Regions from separate parts of the Triticum aestivum genome. Here region 2 is linked to region 1. Evidence: chromatin contacts called from public Hi-C data. All regions are on one chromosome and are shown on one strand. The core of a region is the stretch at or near the end of the contact, and the rest is flanking DNA. Distances in the headings are between cores, read along the strand shown.

Evidence for each region. Hi-C and Micro-C count contacts between places; a contact is called where the count stands out from the background.
Region 2: a Hi-C map of leaf shows a contact between it and region 1, with 3 times the contacts expected there. The contact joins the enhancer-like site here to the promoter of LOC123071512 in region 1. A contact is called at or near these places in 3 of 5 Hi-C or Micro-C datasets (leaf and an unstated tissue).

What each region holds. Positions count from the first base shown.
Region 1 is chr3B:657,831,450-657,835,481 of IWGSC CS RefSeq v2.1, forward strand. It overlaps LOC123071512 (lysine-rich arabinogalactan protein 19), which reads left to right and starts at 1,886. Exons shown (of 1, transcript XM_044495089.1): 1 at 1,886-2,939. The coding sequence starts at 2,078. The coding sequence ends at 2,725. It overlaps LOC123071510 (sorting nexin 1), which reads right to left and starts at 269. Exons shown (of 11, transcript XM_044495087.1): 1 at 101-269. The coding sequence starts at 112.
Region 2 is chr3B:658,086,283-658,090,314 of IWGSC CS RefSeq v2.1, forward strand. No RefSeq gene overlaps it. Among protein-coding and RNA genes, the nearest start is that of LOC123065984, 39 kb to the left of the region's middle. Within about 2 kb of position 1,634, at least 1 of the 8 cell types and tissues checked has an H3K27ac peak or open chromatin away from gene starts, as enhancers often do.

The DNA of each region.
Region 1 (4,032 bases), core at 636-3,135:
GCATGGGTAGATAGATTCAGTGCCACAAAAAAAAATTACCGGCCGAGCGCGCGGGCGGGCGGCAGCGGGGCGGCGGAGGGGCTAGGGCGTCGGAATTTACCGCGGAGATCATGGCGAGCTTCCCCTGCGAGGCCTCGTCTCCTCGTTGCGGCACGGCGAAGCTACGGGAACGAGGAGGGGGCGACTTGGGAAGAAAACGAAGAGGATTCTCTTTTTCTTATTTTTTCTTGTGAGCGATTTTGTTGGTTACGAGATTACTGAGACGTCAATGGATCTGGGGCCTAAGCGAATCCGCTTTAGCCCAGCTCCGCGGCTAATCGGCCTGCCACAACTCAAGATTAAGACCGGCCCAGCTTACTTTTTTCCTAATAGTCAATATATGGAATCAATATTCTTTGCATCTACAAGAAAAAAATGTTTTTATCCCAAAAAAAGGTGTTTAACTGTGCTTCTAATAGTTCCAACTTTGCTCCTGTTTCGACGGCGTGTTGAGATGTGGCGGCAATCTCTTCACTAAATAAGTACTTCTGACTTTTTTCCTGTAGTGACGGCGTGTTGTTCGCCATTGGCGGGGAGTAGAGGTGGGTCTTCGCCGACTAGACCTTTGATTTAACTATGTGAGGAATTGGTTCCTTTGTATAACGGACATTGTTTTTCCTTTCCTGGCGGGAGTGGGCGGTGCTTTTCTTCATCATCGAGAAGCTCTCTCTAACCCTTGGACCTTGATGTCATGGACAAGGTGTGCTACCCCGCAAAAAAAAGGTGTGCTCATATTGCCCGAATGGGCCGGAGGGTCGATGTAGTTTCAAAAAACTGAAGGAGAATTCACTTGATGGAGTCCTCGTGGCGGCAATGATGACTCATTGCTACGACGAAGTACTTTGCCATGTGAGTGGTTCTTGTAGACAACAACACATTGGAAGTTACAAGTTACTATTTTACTATCTTGTAGGGGCCTCTGCAGTTGTTCTTTTTTATATGAATACAACATTCTGTTATTAGAAAAAGGTTCTTTGCAACGAAATAGGAAAATTCTCTGAGAATTTGAGATTGCTAACCACATCTGTTTTGAAGTATATTATAATCGAATTTGCCATGTTCTTTGTTGTCAACCAAAGAGTCTAGGTCAGATGGTTAGTTTCTTTGTGGTGGAACTAGCCTACCAGACTTCAAGTCCTAGACTTGACAATGGTGATCATATTTTCTAAAACTATTTTAGGCTTTTCGGCAATGTGTCGTTCAGTGGGAGGAGATGTTTTCATTGATTATGTAGGCGCATATGATGACTTCGTCAATCAAGATGTGATGTTGGCTCAGTATTTTGGAGGTGTGTGTGCGTTCATATAAGTGAGTGTTTGTGTTTGTATGAGTGCATGCGTTTGTACTCTGTTAAAAATAAAACTTAAACTATAAAGCAGGAAGACACATTCAAGCATCTATCTATTACAACGAACTTGTGTGTTCATTCTATTTTTCTAATTCCAACCCCAATGCTCGGCTTATAAAAAGAAACGCTCACTATTGCACCTTGAATCAAATCCTCTTAAGTTTGTGATCAACATCCAAAGTTCGAAACCATACTCAGTCTCAAGTTCGTTTTACAGTTTTATAATTGAAATTTCAGGACTATTTGTTTGGCCGCATTCTCAAAACGCGGGAATAGGAAAAAAAATACAGAGTTGAAGTGACATCGCCTAGTGCATTAGCGTGTATAAGCGGGCTCTAGGCACCGTTTTTTGCAAAAGAGGGTAGTAGTTTTTTTTTTGAGGGGTAAGAGGGTAGTAGTTGTAGTACAAAGAATGTGGAAAAAAAGAGAATGTAACAAAAAAAAATCTGAATCCATACCGTGAAAGTACTGCACGGATCTGAAAACCCCAGCGGTACAACCTTGGTGGCTCCGTTCTTCCCCAAAGGGCAGCAGAGTCCAACAAACCCGCGGACCCACCGAAGTACGCGCCGGCACGCATCCCTCCCCTACTGCGCTGCCGGATCGCCGCCTCCCCACCGGTGACGTTTGCCGTCAATCGCGAATCCGGCGCCAGCCGTTACATCGCTCGTCCGCCCGCACAGCCTCGCCATGGATCGCGCGCGCCACAAGAGCTCGCCCAGCTCCGAGCGCTTCCTCGGCGCATTCCTCCCCCGCGCGGCCGCCGGCGACCAGCCCGCCTCGGCGGCCTTCGAGCTCGACGAGGACGACCTCTTCGGCTCGGGGGTCGGATCTCCCGAGCGGCCGCAGCCGCCGCCGCCGCGCCGGCCCCTGCTCATGTCCTCCGTCCGCGCCGCAAACCCTAGCCCCCGCCTCCGCCGCCCGCCGGGGGGCATCCTCGAGGCCCTCCCCGAGCGCCTCGGGCCTCTCTCGCCGCCCCCGTCTGCTTCGTCCGCCTCGACGTCCCCCGCGTCTCCGGCGATGGCCCTTCCGCGCATGATCCCCGCCATCCCCCGCCCGGCGCCGACGCCGGCGATGCAAATGCCGCAGTCCGCGCCGGTGAATGTCCCGGTAGCGCGGCTGCGGCGACCGCCGTTCGAGACGTTCGTGAGTGAACCGGATGAGGAGGAGGACGACGACGAGATGCTGCCGCCGCACGAGATGGTGGCGCGCTCGCGGGCGCGGGAGTCGCCCATGACGACCTTCTCGGTGCTGGAGGGCGCTGGACGCACCCTCAAGGGGAGGGACCTCCGCCAGGTACGCAATGCCGTGTGGCGGAAGACCGGCCTGCTCGATTGATCCATTGCGTTTGCAATTGGCAGCTGCCTTCGACCACATTGATTGAGTTTGTGTGTTTGAATTATTTTGTACATTACGCGTGATCAGGTGTTAATTTTAGCTACACCTGTAAAATGTGTGTTGTATCGCTCACCAGTGCGGCATTACTCTTATTTATGAACTCTCTATTTGAGCTGTCAGGAGACATTGAACTATTTGGTATGGATTAAGATAATTGCGTTCTTATGTATCTTTCTGTGTTATAATTTACCCCAAGAGATATGGTTTACCGATCCTTTCTATTGTTACATTCCGAAAGTACGAACTTTTAACATTGAAAGATGTAAACTTAGGCATATTTTGAGATATTGTGATGTAGATTACTTTGGACTGCACTTATGGAGCTGGATTCTTTACTTGAGCTTGTTAGCTACTGCAGCTTTGTTTGGTGAAGAAGGTAGTTTTGCAGTTCTTTTTGCCGATGTGATTCTGCAAACTATCCATGATTCATCGTATTTGAGGTTGCACGTAGGATGTGGAAATGGATCATTGGTGCAAAATTGTTCAGGTGTTATAAATTTGACTGCAATTGATGGTGCTGTTCAGTATTTAGGTTTGAGTTAAATATGCTCTGCGTGCTGCTTAGCTGAAGGTGTGTGCTCGAATTTTCATTGTGATGTTTACCTCGATATTAAAATTATTTTAGTTTTAGTCTAAACCCAGGTTTAAATATTGTTCATAGTATCGTCGAACACTATCTTTTATGTATGCCAGATGGTCAGGTCTATGGAGCTGTGATTCGGGAATTCCAAAAGAAATCGATGGCTTAGCTGTCCAAATAGTTCAGGCAAACAGAAAATATAGCTTAATGGAGCTCCATGATCACCCACTTGTTTTTATTATCAAGGAACACTTGTTGCCTTTCCCAGCTGTATGAACTAGAGATTGGTCGCCAGCATATCTGAAATCTTGTCCTGATGGAAAACTGGCAATTATGTGTTGAGGATCTTCTTCGTACTACTACACAGGAGTTGTCTGTCTATTACACATATCTGGAATACATGGTCCAACCAATAGAGCAACTGAGCAACGGGCAAATCTCTGTTCCCTTTCATTGATGCTTTTGCCTGCATATTCTGTATTGGGCCGGTCATAAAGGTTCACACTTATTCCATATTCAACATCCCAATCCCATTGCTAGCACTTCGTCGACAGTTAAAAAGAGGAAATGCGGTGGAGCTTGGTACAATGCTACTGGCACTTTTAGCAGCGGAATACAAGTCTGATCCACTAAAATCTCACTTTGTCTGTCTGACCGTATTGCACTT
Region 2 (4,032 bases), core at 384-2,883, 250 kb after region 1:
TATTTTAAGAAACACAATATTGGCATAGATGCTCACATACATGTATATATAAGCATCCCTACAAACGAACGGATGCACACTCTAGTTCTATCATCAATTCCGAGAGGCTAAGTCGATGGGTCTTGATTGACGAAGTCAGCACAGTCGCCTCGCTGTCGATGGAAACATTGTCTCCCACTACAAGAACCGATCTTTTTTACGTGTACGTACATAGTCTGAACGGTCCCTAAAAATGCATGGAAAAGTAAACCGGTATGAAAATCTACATGTCATGTGTTATTAGGCCGAACCCACCTTATTATGTTGTACTTGTACGCAAGGCATTGCGCCTCCCATGCCAATCATGTCCACCATGTCACTCGATCCAGCCCTCGCTCCAGACCTCCAGTCGAACCATAGTAACGGCTTGTCCCACACCAATCAAGGTTTGCTTTTTTTTACCCATATAACGTTGATATTACCTAAGGGAGGTCATCCGAGTGAACTATCATTCCACCAGTAAGGTAGGAACGAACAAACGTATTCTCTTGCTAAAGAAACCACTTGCAGCAAACCTCCTATGACAGATAAATTTGTCATGTTTTTGTATAACGATTTACTATGTTTAAAGTAAAAAAAAACATGTTGTATGAAAAGATTGTCCAAAAAAATTCATGCTGCAGCAGTGTGATTGTCATATATTTTTGGGTATTTGTCATGACCGTGCAATGAATAACTGCCAAGCCTAAAAAGAAAATAATGAAAATTGCCATGCTCATGATTTGTCATGCTGGCTAAAGAGGATTGCCATGCTACATCAATGGAAAAAAAGTGAAAGTTGCTTGTATATAATTTGTTGTTCCAAATGTGTTTTATCATATTGCATACTAACTGAACCATTTAATGTCGTCAGTTCACTGTTTGCTTAGTCGGGTGCATCAAAGCGAACACTTTAGAATTTCCACACGGGATCTGACGTGTCTGAGGGCGTTCGCTCGCAATGGCTAAAAACCTGACGTCAGATTGTTAGCATTTATGTTTTTTAGGGGGATTCAAGAGAGGAGTTAAGGATTCTGCATCAAATTGTCCCCCGAATCGCACACATGTCTCGTGATCTGGGCCGGCCGGTTGGCATCCACAATTGTAGCGACTCACGCGAGCCTTATGGCGAGTAATTTCCCTCCTGTTGTAGTGGTTTCTAGCTTTTTTTGTTTGCATACAGTTTTTCAATACAAAAAGTTATTTTTATTAAGCTTAAGAACAATTTTTGGAAAAGGTGAACATTCCAAAAAATGATTCTGAACGTAGTTTTAAAAACATGAACATTTTTATCAACGAAAATATTTTATAATAACTTATCAATTTTTAACAAGAATTAAAATTGGAACATTTTTAAAAATAAGAATATTTTTTGAGATTGCTAAATTTTAAAAAAATTAAACGTAAAAAAGTTTCAAGAGGCAGAAAAGAAAAATTCCAAAAGAAAAACTGGTAAAACAACAGGAGAAAAACAATGAAAATAACTTGGAACCTTCTTGAAGGTTCTAAATTAACGTATCAGAACCAGCTCAATGGGCCAGCCCAGTTCAGTCGGTCGCACTCTTCCCATGTGCGATTGGTCGGTAGAGCTCCTATTCGACACCATCAGCACCCAAAATGTAGTTGGCGCTCGTGCATGCCCTAGGCGGCCCACGCCCCATTATGTAGTTCGCTCGCTCACTGAGTCGTCCACTAGTACAGAAAAGACAAAACAAATCCGAATTCCTATAGATTAAAAATTGGGCATTAATTTTTTAGAAAAATATTGTAAACTTAATTTAATAAAGCTAGCCATGGTGGCCTTCCCTCAAAAAAATGGGTATTAATTTTTTAGGAAAAATATTGTAAACTTAAAATTATATAAAAAAATAAATGCTCATGAATCTTGTGAATTTGAAAAATATAAAAATAATATAAAAATAAAATTTTAAAAAATGTTTGTGAATTTCAAAAAATAATTGCAAATTTGGTACCTTTTTATAATTTCAGAAAAAAAATCTCATTTGAAAATTGCCTAAAAATCAGAAAAATAATATGAAATTGAAAGTTGATAGCGGATTATATGTAGCGACCACGATCCTAATGAACCGAAGTCTCTGTGCTTAAGTGGCATCCCTGGATCGGTATGCTGACACACACAATACTTAAGAAATTATAACAGAGTTCAATCACACACTTATTACATCGAGATCCTCATAAAGAGTATTTATTAAATAAATAATATGGCTGAAGGCCATCTAAATGAAATAACTGCGGAAGCTTCGAAGATAAATGAGTCCATCAAATTCCAACGACATAGCTGAGTGTATGACAATGACCTAGCGCACATTATTCTTCGTCGGTAAAGTCTACAACATGAGACGTTGCAGCCGTGTAGGTCAACACATGAAATATGCTGACAGAGTTACACTGTAGAGCAAATGAATGAAAATAACTATATCTACATGCATATTTGGCTGGTGGAGGCTCTAAGTTTTATTTTGCAGAAAGCTAATGTTTACAACAAAGGAATAACTTTTATTTACTACAAAGTTTATACCAATATTGAGAAGGTTCCTCCAACTCAATTCCCAAAATTAACCAAGTATCATCGTTAAACCCAATACATTATTTAAAGAGTGATGAGATAAACATAAATATCCACTTCTAGATAATCAAATTGTCCATAACCGGGGACACGACTAACCATGATTAGTTTATACACTCTACAGAGTTTTGCGCACTTTTACTCACAAGACTCGACCGCATCCATGATCGTAAAATCGAGACATAGTCTTTCTGAAGCATTAACTCTCTACTCTCAGTAGACTGGTACACCTACTTTCCCCTACATCTGCTAGTCCATCTCTTCAAGAGCTCACACGACTTACTCAATTATGCCAGAGCCTATAATGGCTTGTGGCTGCACACAGAAGTTTCTAAGTATGAAATATCATATGATCCTTTTGAGCCTGGGTGGCGAACCAAGGGAAAATCACACGGGTACTCCGGAATTCCCATATGCAAGCACGGGTTTCTCCAGGTGTCCCAATCAATCCACCCAGATGTGTATTAAAGTTGCCAACTTAATATTGTCCAAAATTATTATCTCTCACAACTTTCATGAATCACGAACCAATCCCCGTCTACAAGCATGGCTAAGCAATATATTAGCACAACGTATATTCCCAGGGTGATCCAAGGTAATAGGTTCCTACCTCATGAACTAGAACCAAACCACATGTTCCCAATCCCACTAATGCAAATCTTTGAGGGGAAAAATTAATGCATAGTAAAACTGGGTATTGAGAAGTATGATCAAAGTATAACTTTCCTTCCTGACAATCGGAAAACTCTAGATATTCGTAGTAACAAGCTTCGCACTCCGGAAAATCTAGCGTAGACAAACAATAGCATACATAAGCACTCAAGCAAACGATGCAAAGAGAAAACAAAGAAAAGATCCAAAGGAAACTAAAAAACAAGAAAATAAAAAACTAAACATAAAACAAATTTTAACAGCATTATATTTAGGTGGATTAGATCTTAACAGAAGGTACATGTGATTAGCTACGATTCACAAAAAAAATTCAACTAAAACGGAGCTACGAAACTCAAGATATGAACAAAACAAGATCAAATTCAAATCTGAACTAAACTCAAATTTTAAATTGTCAAAATCATATTTAAGTTGGTTTACTGGATAGATGAGATCGCTTTGCGTTAGTTTCGTCGAATTTGGACAAACGAGCAAAAAGTTACGAGGGTTTAAAGATCAGGGGCTAATCTGTGAAGAAAATATTCACGGATAGGTCCCTAGCCAAAAACTAAAAATAAAAGAAAAATCTAAAGAACGAACGTTTGCTACCGAAACTAATCTGACGAATCTGTTCGCTACAAAACTTAAACGAACGAATGTTCGCTAAATAACTAGACTATAAAAATAAAGTTGATCTAAAGGAAAACCAAAAAAACTGGATCGAACCAGGGACGGTTTATACCGGTTCGCCGTGGTTCGTCGGCGACGGCGGCAAA